Regions from separate parts of the Mus musculus genome. Here all the other regions are linked to region 2. Evidence: chromatin contacts called from public HiChIP or PLAC-seq data. All regions are on one chromosome and are shown on one strand. Each heading gives the region's core, a stretch centred on a gene start, on an enhancer-like site or on the middle of the called end of the contact. The rest is flanking DNA. Distances are from core to core; before and after follow the strand shown.

Region 1 (4,906 bases), core at 1,711-4,210, 160 kb after region 2:
ATGTAGCCCAGGCTGGCCCGGAACTGGCAGTCCTGCTTCAGTCCTTCAAATGACGGGGTCACTGGTTAAACCACAGAACTTGCTTCTGCCTCTTATTTTTGACATTGCACGTATGTGCCTGCTTATGTGCACATTTTTACCGTGGAAGGGAAGAGCAGTGTGTGGTCCTCCTCTGCCCCCCTATTTTCTGTCCCCAGTCGGCAGAGGAGGGGCCAAGGTTCCTCTCTGAGTGGGTCAGAGGAAGATTGGGAGTGAGGGCCTCCCTCTGCAGCTGGGCCCTGGCTACTCCCGGGTGGGAAGGGATGGGGAGAGCAGGGTCAGGCGAAGCCGGCTGGCTCCGCTGTTTGTGCCAACTCTGGATTAGGCCAGGGCTCCGGCCCACCTGTTGTTTCCCTCATCCAGCATGAACTTAGCTACTGAGTACCTATTGCAAGCACTGGCCCTGCTGCAGGTTCAGAGAACTGGGAGGGTTTTGTTGTTACTGTAGGTTTTTGTTTGTTTGCTTGCTTGTTTTGTTCTGTCTCACCACAATGCCTTGGCTGGCCCCAAACATGAAATCCTCCTGCCTCGACCTCCTGAATGCTGGGACTATGGACACATGCCATCGATGGTATCTGGCAGGAAATGATTTTTGACCTCTAAAATCTAACAGTATTATAAGGTGACCATAGAACAAATAACCAATGTTGTCAGCAACACATGGGCCAGGCATCACATGACGCTGCTGCTGATGTTCCCACATAGACAAGTGCAATCCCAGAGCTAGCCCTCAAGTTTACAGCCTAAAGGCAGAGAAATGGGTACATCAGATAATAAAACCCACTGTGCAGGATGGGGTGCAGGATGGGGGGCTGCCTCCGGCTGAGTGCTCTAGTTAATCTAACAGCAACCAGCATCCAAGAAATACTTGGGAGAAATGAGGCTAGCCTCTCTCCCTGAGAGTGGGCAGGCGTACTCGAACTGCCGAGCAGTTCTAGAATTCTAGAACAGCAGAAGCTGTGGCCTGGAGCTGTCCCTTGTTGGAGGAAACAGGTGGCAGGCATGAAGAAGAGAATGCCCACCTTGCCCTTGAACGTGTCGTGCGCCCTTGGATGTTCATGTGCCAAGGTGGGAGGAAGGGGAGTGGGCTGTGGGTGAGGTGGGGAGAGAGGAGAAGAAAGGCTGGAGAGTTCTTCTGGAGGGAGCCTGCAGTGAGGCTTTAGGGGAGGGCACAGCACAGAGCTGGAAGGACTTCCTGGATGGAGAAACCAGCTGGGGCAAAGGCCCAGGCCAGAGTAAGGCAGGGAAGACTGCGTACAACCACAGCTGCTGTGCTCAGCAGCGGAGAGGGGAGTTGCAGAAAGAGTCAAGATAGACCCAAATTGTGTTTGCTTTGCTAATCCTTAGGTCCCCCTCCCCCAAGACAAGGTCTCCAGAGCCCTGTGTGACCTGGAGCTCTCTCTAGACTAAGCTAGCCTTCGAATTCACAGAGACCTGCCTACCTTGCTTCCCAAGTGCTGAGGTTAAAGGCACGCAGCACCATGCTTCCTTATTAACACTGGGTCTAGTGTGTTGCTCAGGTAGCCTCAAGTTCCTGGCCCCAAGTGATCCTCCTGCTTCAGTCTCCAAAGCATCTGGGACAAAGGAGCTCTACTGAGATGTTAGGTCTTTATTTGGGGGGCACTTTCCCAGTCCTTTTACTTAGGTAGCCCAGGCTTGCCTTGAACTGGATATATAGCTCAGGCTGGCCTCAACGTCACTGTAATCCTTTCCTTCAGGCTCCTGAGTGCTTGGGTATACAAGATGCCTACTATGCCCAGTGTAACCTTTGTATTGACCTTAAATGTGCTGGGATGCATGGTTGGCTCCATCAGAGGAGGCTCCATTGTTCTCTCTGGCTCAGGGTGGAGGTGCAGTTCAGCGACCTGGACTGGAAGAAGGGAGGCAAGTTGGATTGGTGTGGAGAAGTCGAATTCTGAATGGCTCTTGGTTAGAGGAAGTAGGTAGAGCACAGTAGGGGAGAGCCCCCACCTTGCATAGTGTGGCTCTGAGTTCCTCCACTGTGGAGTGGAATATAGGCAGAAGAAGAGGCTGGTATGTGCTCCTGCCCTGTCCCCCCCCACACCCCCCATCTATCTGGGGGCTTGTCTAAATGCCTGTTGGATAGTGAAAAAAATATGAGCATATAACAAGATTGTCATAAATGACAATTATGCACATTAAAACAGTATCCTTAGGAGGACCTACAATCGAACCAATCAATCAATAGAGCACTTAGAAGCATGAATAGCCAAAAAGGAACTCCTTACAGATTCAAAAGAAGTTTTGTCCTGGGGGAATGGTACAGGGGGAAGGAGGGGACAGGCTTTCCTCTTCAATAAACTTTTAAAAACTTACATTGTTTTGGAGGGTGGGGAGACGGCTCCCCCGGGTTAGGGGCATTTGTTCATTGAGAGGCCCTTGAATGGGTTTCCCCGCTGCCCACAAGGCAACTCATAACATCGTTCTAGGGAATCCAGCTCCTCTTCTGGTCTCTGCGGGTATCAGACTAACAAGCAGAACACATATACACACGCAAGAAAAATACTCATACACATAAAATAAGTTTTGGAAAAAAAATTACAGTTTTTTAAACTCTGACCATAATTTTTAAAAGAATACCACACTCATCTTTGCTGTTTATGGTCTCCCTGTTTTTGTTTGGCCTTCTTGTATGAGATGGTGGTGATAGTGGATAGTGATCTTTCAATGTTCTCATTTAGTAAAATACAAATTCTGGGGAAATTTCAGTCTTGGAAACCGTGCATCCAGAGCACGAGTGGGAAACTGGAGCGTCCAGAAAGTCACCGCGCCTGCGAGTCCGCGGATGGCCGGTAGGGGTCAGGCGAGCTCCACGCAGCGCTGACTGAGCGGGTCCCGGGAGTCCTCGCTGCAATCGGCCGCCCGCAGAGCTTTAAGGCAGGAGTCTTAAGAAGTGAGAGCACTTTAGATCCGCCATAAGCAGATAACCGATGGCCATGCGGATTCCAGCCCCCACCAGGGCACGCTGTGTGCTAGACGCTCTCTCCACTCTGTGTGCTGTTGCTTTACTCCGGCTCGGGCCCCACCCAGCCTCCCGGGCGTCAGAGCGTGGCTGGCTCACCCGTCGTTCCTAGGTTTGAGCAACTCACCCAGCAGGGCTTTGCATCCTTAAGCAATCTTGCCTTGAGCACTCAGTTGGTTGCAAAGGTCAGGGAAGGAGTGGATGTGTGAAGTGAAGCAATATTACAAGGGACTACCACTGGGATGTGGGGCTAAGACTCTGGTCCCTGGGGAGAAACTCTCTCCAGGCCCAAGTTGGATTATCAGCGGGGTGGGTGGGGGTTGGGAACCAAAACCAAACCAACTCAACCAAACAAAAACCCCCATATAGCTGCCTTAGCCCAGTGTCACTCCCTAGGGAGCCCAGGTGTTTGTCACTAGATTCTGATAAGGCACAAGACCTGGCTACACTTAACACTTCTCATTAGCAGCGTCCCACCCCCACTATTCCCATCCACTTTTCAGACATAGTTTTTATTTTGTCTTTTATTTAAAAACATTTCTTGTGTGTCACATTAAAAAAAAATTCAGAAAAACAATCACATTCTTCCTTTCAGTTGCTATAGCTGGATACAAACAGATTGGGTAATTATAGCTCATGGTTCCAGAGGCTGACTATCAAAAGCATGGCGCTCCCAACTCCAGTGTTCTTCTCTTGCCTGATAACATGGTAGGAGACCTGACACGACAGAGCAGGCACACTAGTTTAAGATTCCCTTTTATAAAGCCACTAAAGTCATTACTACCTAAACCATTAACAAATGGCTGGGACTGAGGTTTTTAACAGGTGAACTTCTGGGGCACACTCTCGTTGGTAGGGTTCCTATGGCATGACTGGGTGACATGTTGCCTTCTGATAACTTATGGAGGTCAGAGGGCAACTCTCCATCCCCCATATGGGTTCTTGGACTCCAACCCAGGTTGTCTGGCTTGGTGACAATCTTGCAGGCGTGCAGGTCCTCTGCCTCATTTTGATCATCTTCTGTGGGTTGTTCCAGGGATCTTCCTCAGCTGGTCAGTGTATCTACTGCATTCATGAACCCCCTCTTAAGATGGGACGGGTGTGGGGTTGCTAAGGTGCTGACTCCACCTGTCTCAGACCTCAGCACTCCACCTAGGCTAAGACTGTTGGGCTGGGAGCCAGGAAAAACAGTCTTTATTTTTGGGAACTCACATGAATGTGGTAATCCACGGCCTGGGCGCTATTTGTGACGGCCCAAGGTTGGGAGGCCCAAGGTTGGGATGTCCCTGTTGCTAGCCCATTAGGATCCTAGCTCCAATTCTGACCTTGAAAAAGTCAAGTATTAAAAGAACAAAACAACCTTGCAGAGTTTGAGCTGGGTGTGGTGGTTGCACGTGCCTTTAATCTCAGAACTAGGGAGGCAGAGGAGGATCTTTGAGTCCAAGGCCAGCCTGGGCTATATAGCTAGACAAATGAAACAAAACTCAGATATGCCAGCTGTGGTGGTTCATGTATATAATTTTGGCAGTCAGGAGGCAGAGGCAGGAGGATTCTGAGTTACAGTTAGACTCTGAATCAAAAGCAACCCCCCCCCAAAAAAAAAACTCTCAAAATCCTCCAGAAACTTAAGACTCTCCTCCTGTCTTCCCACACTTGACACCCCCCCCCCATTTTCTCCCCCTTTCCTTTAAGAAAAAGCACAGGGTGTTGCCTGTAATCCCAGCACTCAAGAGATAGGGGCAGATCTACTGTTCAGGGTCTTAGTTCAAAGCTAGTCTCGGCTACAGGGAGACTAAAATAAAACCATGGAGAAGTTGGTAGGGCAAGGAGCTGACTCAGTGGTGCAGTGCCTGCCTAGCACAGCCTAGGTACAATTTCACACAC
Region 2 (4,458 bases), core at 1,498-3,997:
CTATAGCCCAGGCTGGCCTAGAACTTGCCTCTGCCTACCAAATCCTGGGATTAAAGGTGTGTGCCAACCACACCCAGCTGCAACAAAATAGTTTTATGTTCGAGGGTCACGACAACCTGAGGAATTGTATTAACAGGTTACAGCATTAGCAAGGCTGAAGAACCACTGCTCTATAGAAATCATTTCAAGTTCAGCTTATCTTTTACAGGAATAGTTTTAAGTTCTGTACTCAAAACAGGTAACTACTAGGAACTATTAACCCAAGGTAACCTAAACCATTGTTGTTTCAAAGTCTTTGAGAACCATTCCTCTCCAACTTGTGAACTAGTTACCACTTAACCAATGAGATTCAAAACTTTCTGGAAGTCTCTAATTTCATTAAATGTGTATTTTATTATATAACCCATGTGTTACACCTTTAACAAAACAGGTCAAGCCCCTAAACCACTGTAATAAACCGTACTTATAAAATGCTTTTGATCACATTCATACTAATTATTGATTGTCTAGAAAACTACATTTGGCATTTAGGGGTATACTTATAGCATATAGTTACAGGTTTTTACTTATATACTTACAGGTTTTTGGATACTACTAGTTTTTTTAACAGCCATTCTTGAAATCTATCAGGCACTGCATGAACTAATTCAAAATATTATCTATCTACATTACCATCAATAATACCGTATCATTGTGAAGTAAGAGCTTTGGCAACTGGTATGAATAAAAGCTAGTGGACTTAATTAGTAACTTGATTACTTAAGAAAAAAGTTTATTATCTTTTCCTTCAACTTACACTTACCAAATGGCTACCAAGTTGTTAGGACATACTCATTAAATTTATTGAACCAAGCTATATAAAAATGAGGATATTAAGTATTTCTTTTGGACTGTTTGAACCAAAAAGTTTGAGCCACCAGTCTAAATAATCCAGGGGTCTGCAGACCAACAGTGGGCCAAAGCAACCTTTGAGAACTTTCTTTTAACTGAAGAAAATAAACATCACCACCAAAACATCATGTAGCAGAGACCATCATACTGACCCACAGCAAGCAGAGCCTAAATACTATCTGGCTCTTTGTCCATTCCTGAATTTATACAACCAAAATATACAAACATTTTCACTGATTCAGACTCCACTGATACAGACTCTAGACCTGTGCTGTCAAATTGAATGATTATATACAATGAAATTAAGATGAAACAAATTAAAACTCAAGTTTTTGGTAATCATACTACATTTCTTTGATAACCATATTTTAAGTGCGCCAAAAATGACTGCTAATAGATACCATGTTGGACAGTGCAGATATAGAATATTATTATCACAGAAAATTCTATTGGAAACGCTTGTTCGATCCAGTATCTAGAATCAGTACCTTCTCGTATTCTCAGCATCAAACACATCATTTATATCACCATCCCAAACATTTTACTCCATTTACATCTATCAACTTGTAAAGGTTTCCAGCCATTCACATAGTCAAGAAGTACACTGCTTGAACCTAACCTTTAATGACCAAATACCTTACGATATATTTCCTTCCATATTTATAAATCATCTCTCCAACAATCTGACCAATGAAATGCCATCCCCATGAAGTCTACTTTAGCACAAGACAATGAACCTATGAGACATACAAGGGACTCAACGGAACCAATTTAACTGAAATGAAAACTAACGGTCAACCTTGGTGTCTAGAATAAACTGCTGCTTTGGGTTTTAGCCACATGCTTTATCTCTGTTAACTTCTGTCTTAGTCACAGTTTTATTGCTGTGAAGAGACACCATGGCCACAACTCTTATAGCAGGAAGCAGTTAATTGGGGGTCTTGCTTACAGTTTCAGAGACTTATATAGCAGTCATCATGGGGAACCTGCGAGCAAACACAATGCTGAAGGAGTAGCCAAGAACGTCCACAAACAGCAGGCAGAGTTTTGGAAACCTCAAAGCTCATCCCTCATTAACACATCTCCTCCAACAAGGCCACCCCTCCTCCTAATCCTTTCAAACAGTGCCACTCTCAGTTGACTCGGCATTCAAATATATGAGCATAAATCAAACTACAACGTCTAGTACATTTTAAAAATTGCAGTAGGCAATATTTTTCTTCCCAAAGGGAATCCAAAGTCTTTTGGATGGGAAAGGAAATTTATGTAATCTAACACACCGATTTGTCTTTACTAATGTTGGACCTGCAGAAACCCGAAACTCTATTATTGTGCTCGGACGGAGCCTACAATTTAAAGTTCACTCGTCGCCTTCAGACCACGGAAGCAGGGAACGTCGGTCAGAAACACATACCACAAGGAGTTGGCGAGAGACGGTGGGACCGGATCCCGGAGCCCTGACCAAAGATGATGGGCGGGGCGAACCCGGAGGCCCACGGCGCACCGCGCAGACGACACGACCCCGGGAATGGAGCGGCTTTGGGAAAGGAGAAGCGAAACGCGGCGCTCCAGGAGAAGGAGAGCGGGCCGTTGGCGCTCGCGCGGTCCGGTCGGCTGCAGGGCCTTTCCGAGATCGCCCCGACGACCGAGCGACCTCAGCAACCCGCGCCCGCCCTTCAGCACTCAAACAGAACCCGAGCCCTCTCAGGAGCCCAGAACGGAAAGGAGCATTCTGACCCGCCACCGACCACCTGCTTGACTTGTCTGGGGTCCTCGCGCTCCTTGGAGTCGGACGTCACCTCTCAACGTCCCTGAAGTATTCAAATCTAACCGCCCTAGTGATGCGCATGCTCAGTGCTGCGCGCCGCGCAGACCCCACCCCTTCGGCTCCAGACCGGCCCCGCCCCTAAGACATAAACTTCTCTGTCCTCCTCTGCTCTGACTTAAGTTCCCTCGGGTTTTTCTTCTTTTCTACAGAATTTTCTTCGTCTCTGTTATTCTGAGAACGGCCATCTTCTTTCGAGTGTTTGCAGAGTAAACAATCGCACTGTTGGCTTCCGTACAAAATGGCGACTTCCATGGTATTGCGTCACAGCGCTCTGTGTCTACTCCCTATAGCTACCAGGAAGAAACTAGCTTCTGGGACGAGGTGGCCGAGTGGTTAAGGCGATGGACTGCTAATCCATTGTGCTCTGCACGCATGGGTTCGAATCCCATCCTCGTCGAAAGTGTCTTTTGCTAATTAGTGTAATGTGAATTTATAATCCACAGGATGGAAGTGATTAAATATTGCTTCGGGTTTTAATTCCGATCAGGTTCTATCTAACACAATTAGTCTCAGCATCGAGGTGTTTTAGTTGGTGATATTGTAATTTGAAGGAATTTGATATTTGAAATCAGCTGAAGGAATTGAGATATTTGAAAGGCTGCTTTTGGAATGTTATGACTCACAGATGAAGAAAAAGCAGATAAAGAGACTTTTTTCTAGGAATTTAATTTCTTACAAAGTAAAATAACAGGACATGTTCAGTGGTGGTCTGGAACATGAAATGTCCTAGCTCTGAGATGAATGCTTTCAGTCTTTAATGAGCTCTTACTCCGAGGGCTTTGTTTTGTTTTTGTTATTTTGAGACACAGTTTTACTGTGTAGCAGTCTAGCCTCCAGGTTAAAAATCATCCTGTCTCGCCTTCCCAAATGCTAGGATTACAAAGCTATACCCCCATAATCGCTATTTTGGGGGTTTAATACCTGTCCTGATCGTGAAGTACCATATTGCATTACAAATGCCACCTCTTCCAGCCCTTAAGCAAGCTATGGGATTTGTTTTCAATGTATACATTAAAAAGGTGCCCATGGGGGTGGGGGTAGGGGTGGGGGTGGGGGTGGGGGTGGGGGGGTAACCCAAGTGAACCCTTTGCAGGGCAGTGGTGGCGCAGACCTTTAATCCCAGCAGTTGGGAGGCAGAGGCAGGCGGATTTCTGAGTTCGAAGCCAGCCTGGTCTACAGAGTGAGTTCCAGCATGAGTTCCAGGACAGTCTGGGCTACACAGAAACACTGTCTCAATCCCCCCACCCCCACCCCAAAACAAAACTCCCAAAAACAAAACAAACAAACAAACAAAAATGCCCATGACATTTGAAATCTTGCTATGATCCAGAAACTACTGAAGAAGAGGAACACGACTACCTTTTCAAAAGACAAAAAGCTGAATCTTCTGGATTTAACCAAAGGATTAGGAATAGAAAAAAGAACAGAGATTTTCCTCCTGTAACATCATCAGACAAATTCATTCAACTCACACTTAAAAACCCTTAATGTTTTTTACATAACTAAAAGCAACATACATTTTACATGGATTATGTGTCTCCGACTCTGCAGAACCCTGTGATCATGATAGATGTCTTCATATTCTATTATTGTTGTTTTACACTGAAAGATTAATTTGTCCAAGGCTATACAGCTTCTAAGTTGCAGACAGGACAGTGTAACCCACATCTATTGACTCCATGATGTTTAACCCTCATCCTGTATGGTACCAGATCATGAAGAGTTCTTAATGATCCCCT
Region 3 (4,671 bases), core at 1,661-4,160, 250 kb before region 2:
TGAGCTCCAGCCTTCAGAGGAAGGACCAAGGACACAAGGTAAAGGAAAGGACATCTGTCTGGAATTCGGTCTGCAGACCCAAGAGTCAAAGATCAAAGAGGGATGAGGGGGACTTCCTGAAGCTCTCAGGGGAGTGCCCGCCAGTCAGGCTGTTGTGCAAGCTCTGGGCTGGACCACAAGGACAGGCTGGCAGAGGGGCTGGGCCTGGTCAGTGGCCAGAGAGATGCTTGCCCGGCCCCGAGCCTGAAGAGCTGGAGTTATGCCCTGTGCTCCTCTTGGAAAGCAAGACCCTGTTGCCCTAGGGAGCATTCCTATGCCACCTCGGGGCTGCACTCTGCATGCCCGAGAGATTCCTCATTCTGGTCTTGGACTTCTCTTTCCTAGAGTCACTATTTTACGAGAAACCTGAAAGGCCTTCCCAAGCAAGCCTCTTTCAAGATAAGAGGTTTGTGAAGCAAGAGTTACTATGGGGAGGCCTGGAGAGATGGCTCAGCAGTTAAGAGCACTGGCTGCTCTTCCAGAGGTCCTGAGTTCAATTCCCAGCAACTACATGATGGCTCACAACCATCTGTAATGGGATCCGATGTCCTCTTCTGGTGTCTGAAGACAGTGACAGTGTACTCACATACATGAAAAAATAAATAAATCTTAAAAAAAAAAGTTGCTATGGGCCTCGAGAAAAGGGGCACCTGGACTGCTCAGGTACCAACCAGGCTCTGCTGCACTCAGTGAAGCTTTCTATTGGCTGTTGAAGGTCAGTTATAGTCTCCTCTTGCAGGAGAAAAGAACTGTATTCAGGGTGTGGTTAGGCTGATAAACCCAGGGGAAAGGTTTCTACCTATTCTTTCTGGATCACCTCCCTAGCCCTCAGCTCAAGCCTCCTTGGCTGCTGATGGAAGCCGAGTATGAGGGTCAGTGGATAAAAGTGCTGGGTACCAAATCTGACAACCTGGGTTTGATCCCCGGGAACACATGGTGGAAGAAGAGAACAGAAACCCTTTGAGGGTGAGTTTCCACATCACTAGCTAAGGTTCCAGGGCTCTGGCCGCTTCTGAGAGGCAGGAGCAGGATGAGTTCTGAGTTGGGGATATGATGAGAGATGTGGGGTAGACCTTAGAGTTTTAACTCCTATGGAGAAGTGAGGGGGAAAACAGCCTACAATGTGAAATTAGCCCATGGTAGGGAGTTAGGAGCAAGAGGGAGATGCAGAGACAATGTGGCACCTGCTATGTGTCTGGGAAGCACATTTGGCCACAGCAGCCTGGGAACCAGGAACAGTACCCACTGTCCTGAGAGCCAAATCAGGACCTTTTCCCTTTTCCTGCCTTGGCTTGGTCTCAGTGGGCATCAGTTGCTGGCCACCAACCTGGGGTCGTTTAACATTCTGTGATTTCTGGGAATGGGTACTGGCTGCTTGCCTCAAGGATCACTTCAAGGCAAGAACTGAGCAAAGGCTACGCTATTCAGGGAGAGGAAGCCACCAGCCATGAGGCATCTCTTCCATCAAAGGCTGCCCCCTCCATCAGTCAGTTTTCCCATTTGAAATCTGGGCAGGAAAATGTTGACCCTTTCCTGGCGGCTCACACCTCCTCCTCTCCACGCGCAGGTGTAGGAGGAAGCAGAGGGCAGGAGATGCCCACCATGCTCCAGAGCTACTCACTGGCATCCTCCTATCCCACAGCCCCTCTAGGGCCTGCTTCCGAAGGCTGTTTATCCTCAACCTGCTGTGGGGACAGTCTTGCTCCCAATGAGAAAAGCTGCCAGCAGGGTCTTTTGTGGTTCTGCTCCCGTGTGGTACTGCCTAGGGGCCCCACCATGGGGGCAACAGATGGACCTATGGTCTCTACAGAACAATGGTGGGGGAGGGGCCTTGGCATCGCCTGCCCCAAACAGGAAGCTTTGACTGAGCTTCAAAGGACTGGCAGGGCCAAGGGGCTGAGTTGGTGGAGCCCTGTGCCAGGATTGGAGGCTGTACAATTGCTTGCTGCCCTCCAGCCTTGAGGTAACCAGCCCAGCAGCATGGGTAAGATACAGTGGCCAAGGCAGCCAGGGTTTGGGCAAAGGGTGGCTTGCACTGGCAGGACACCAGTCTCTGGCCTGACAACAGGTTGGAGGGCAGGGGCTTGGAGGCTGGGCTTTGCCCTAGTTCAGGTGCCCCTTGCCAATCGAGATTTCAGGTTCTATACACAGCCACAGTGTTCCCCCCTCCAACAAACAACCATGAGGGGAGGGCTGGCACCGGGCCTGCTGCCCACTCCCTCCCTGCCTCCTGCTCCCAGCTGCTCTGCTCAGAGCCTTTTCCTCTCCACTTCCTGTTCACACAGGGGGGGGCGGGAAGTGGAGGGAGGAAGCTAGGGGGTGGTGTGGAGAGGGGGGCCATTGAATAAAAGGAATTAACCGTTTCCCTCCTCTGACCTCTGGGAATTTCCGCCTGTGAAAGTGTCTCGAAGAATCAGTAGTGCTGGAGGAGAGGAGAGGTGTGCCCCCTCTTGCCCCCTCCCCCCACCCAGTGGTGGTGGGGCCAGATAAGTCCCTCTGGGCCCCTAATCTTTTGTTTCCCTGGCGCCAGAGGATGGGGGAGCAGCGCCAAGGGCAGCCAGGAGCTTGGTGGCTTCTGAGCCCCCTCCCAACCAACAGAGTTGGTGCCAGGCTCTGGCCTGAGACCTGAGCCTTAGAGAGGAGGGGCAGGAACCAGAGAATTGGTATCCACGGAGAAATAAGCTCACACCCAGGCTGAGCCCTGCTCCTTTAGTGTCTGGGCTGGTGCCCTTGGCCAGTACACTTTGGGGACAGTAGGGAGGGCAGCTCGGGTGGGAGGGTGGGGGTGGCTTTAGGGCTCTGGCTGGGCACACCCTCCGTTGGCCACACCCCTTAGAAGCGCTGCTTGAGAGCAGTTCTGTGTGGACGCCAGTCCACAGCGCCCCCTAGTGCCTAAGGACAACTGACAACTGGTGAGGCGGCCCCTAGGGCCCTGTCAAGGGCGGGCCTCAGGAAGCACCTGCTCCCCAGGACCAGCGGCCGCCCTCGATCTCCCCCAGGTGGCTTCCTTGTTTACAGGCCTCCTGCCCTGGTCTCAGCGTCACTGCCTGTGGCCACTCCTCCTATTTCCAGTGACCTCCTATTTCCAGGCTCCAGAGGCAGCTCATTCATCTTGGCCCCTGCCTACACAACTGTTCCCTCCCCCTCCTTCTTTGGCCCCTCCCCAGGCTTAGGGCCAGAGCCCCAAGGGCCTTCTCTCTGCTCTCTATTCCAAGTTTTGCTTGGTTTCCAGGGATCTAAGAGCTGTGGCTTCCCGTTGCCCTGACTCACCGGAACCCCATTCTATCAGTGCCAGGGAAGGCTGGGGCCTTTTCCCAGGAAAGAGGAAGCAGCCTAAGACCAGATGGGCTGTTTAGTATAAGACAGAAGGGGCAGGGGCGTCCCAGGCCGCTTGAGCAAAACCCTCCGGGAGAAGGGAGCAATAGGGCAGTGTTTGTTTAACTAACATGTATTAGGCCCCATTATGTACGAAGACAGCAGTTCCAAGCTGTTTTATCTAAACCACAAGCAAGCAATCAGTTTGGTGGGAGACCAAGGCTTTCTACTTAAAACCACGTTGACCACGGTGCTCCTATTATCTATAAGTGTGAAGGGGTCTGGAGCCACATGGAGAAGAAATTTCTCCCAAATCTTCCTTGAGAGAATAGGATTAGGATACCTACTAGACAGAGGGTGCCTCCCCGCACCTGCTATCCTTGCATCTAGAAGACAGGATCTTTGTGAGTCATTGTGTAGGTAGCTTAGCCCTCTGGGCTGGCAGAGACCATGGGAGACCTTACTGCTCTAGGGGGCCAGATACAGTTAGAACCAGAGACAATTCTGACACAGGATTACATTGGAGGAGAAAAGGGTCATTTTATAAGCTAGGTCAGCTGGCCGCCTGCTTAGGGACAGGAACACTCACTCACGTTCTTACATCCTGGGCCAGCTGATTAATTCATATCAATCCAGTCAGACAATGCACTGTGAACACCTGTCCAGAGGGCAAAGGCTGTCCCTGAAAGACCTGACTCCAGGATGTCCCAGGATGTAGCTTCTGGTCCCAACTAAAACTAAGAAAGTGTTGTCTCGGGGTGAGGACAGGCAAAGTCACAGGAGCAAGGTAAGGAGAAAACAGGTCAAGTGCCACAGAGCTCCACAGTGCCTACAGCAAAGCCAGGCCCAGCCTGGCAGGGGATCCAGTCTTTCGGAAGGGCAAGCAAAATCCAGAATGTGTGAGAGCCACTGGAGAGAATGAGGGACTTACAGCTATAAATGAGAGTCAGGCCACACCTCCTCAAGGCCCAGGGAAGACTACAGAAGTGGCAGGAAGAGCAGAAGGAAAGGTGGTGGTTGGCAGCCTACATTCCAGGCACTGGAACTCAGCATGTATGCTCCCCTCACACAATACAGATGTAATAGAGGAAGTGAGGAAGACTAGCGAGGAAGAGGAGGAGGAGGAAGAGGCAGAGGGGGAGGAGAACTAGTGGGAGACATGGAAAGTAGGTGAGTGTGACTCAAGGCACCCCTGTTATATGTAACATACGCTCATAAAAAACACTTGGAGAAAGAATTAAGGGCCTAGAACCTGACCAGGCATCAGGCACTTCTAGAAAATTCTTGCAACCACTAGGAAGGAAATGGCCGAAGAAG

Evidence for each region. HiChIP or PLAC-seq counts read pairs in DNA pulled down with a chosen protein or histone mark.
Region 1: an HNF4G HiChIP or PLAC-seq map of pancreatic cancer cells shows a contact between it and region 2. The contact joins the enhancer-like site here to the promoter of Knl1 in region 2. A contact is called at or near these places in 1 of 39 promoter capture datasets (neural stem cells), 4 of 484 Hi-C or Micro-C datasets (CD8 T cells, the G1E-ER4 cell line and uterus), 4 of 115 datasets of contacts at active chromatin or transcription factors (embryonic stem cells, pancreatic cancer cells and stem cell-derived neural progenitor cells) and 1 of 9 other capture datasets (adipose tissue).
Region 3: a FOXA1 HiChIP or PLAC-seq map of pancreatic cancer cells shows a contact between it and region 2. The contact joins the enhancer-like site here to the promoter of Knl1 in region 2. A contact is called at or near these places in 3 of 39 promoter capture datasets (erythroid cells, hippocampal neurons and pre-B cells), 35 of 484 Hi-C or Micro-C datasets (the Ba/F3 cell line, CD4 T cells, CD8 T cells and 24 more), 10 of 115 datasets of contacts at active chromatin or transcription factors (bone marrow-derived macrophages, double positive thymocytes, embryonic midbrain and 5 more) and 3 of 9 other capture datasets (adipose tissue, liver and pancreatic islet).

The regions. Positions count from the first base shown.
Region 1 is chr2:118,881,530-118,886,435 of GRCm38.p6, reverse strand. Ivd (isovaleryl coenzyme A dehydrogenase) reads right to left here. Exons shown (of 12, transcript NM_019826.4): 12 at 3,527-4,906. Among named protein-coding and RNA genes, the nearest start is that of Gm32798, 3.8 kb to the left of the region's middle. Within about 2 kb of position 2,960, at least 150 of the 459 cell types and tissues checked have an H3K27ac peak or open chromatin away from gene starts, as enhancers often do. A contact at or near this core is called in the G1E-ER4 cell line, adipose tissue, neural stem cells and 1 more, where this site is marked.
Region 2 is chr2:119,045,408-119,049,865 of GRCm38.p6, reverse strand. It overlaps Knl1 (kinetochore scaffold 1), which reads right to left and starts at 2,747. Exons shown (of 24, transcript NM_029617.3): 1 at 2,643-2,747. n-TSgct7 (a tRNA gene) reads left to right here and starts at 3,035; the gene lies at 3,035-3,116.
Region 3 is chr2:119,298,585-119,303,255 of GRCm38.p6, reverse strand. No RefSeq gene overlaps it. Among named protein-coding and RNA genes, the nearest start is that of Vps18, 12 kb to the right of the region's middle. Within about 2 kb of position 2,910, at least 144 of the 459 cell types and tissues checked have an H3K27ac peak or open chromatin away from gene starts, as enhancers often do. A contact at or near this core is called in CD8 T cells, the G1E-ER4 cell line, adipose tissue and 15 more, where this site is marked.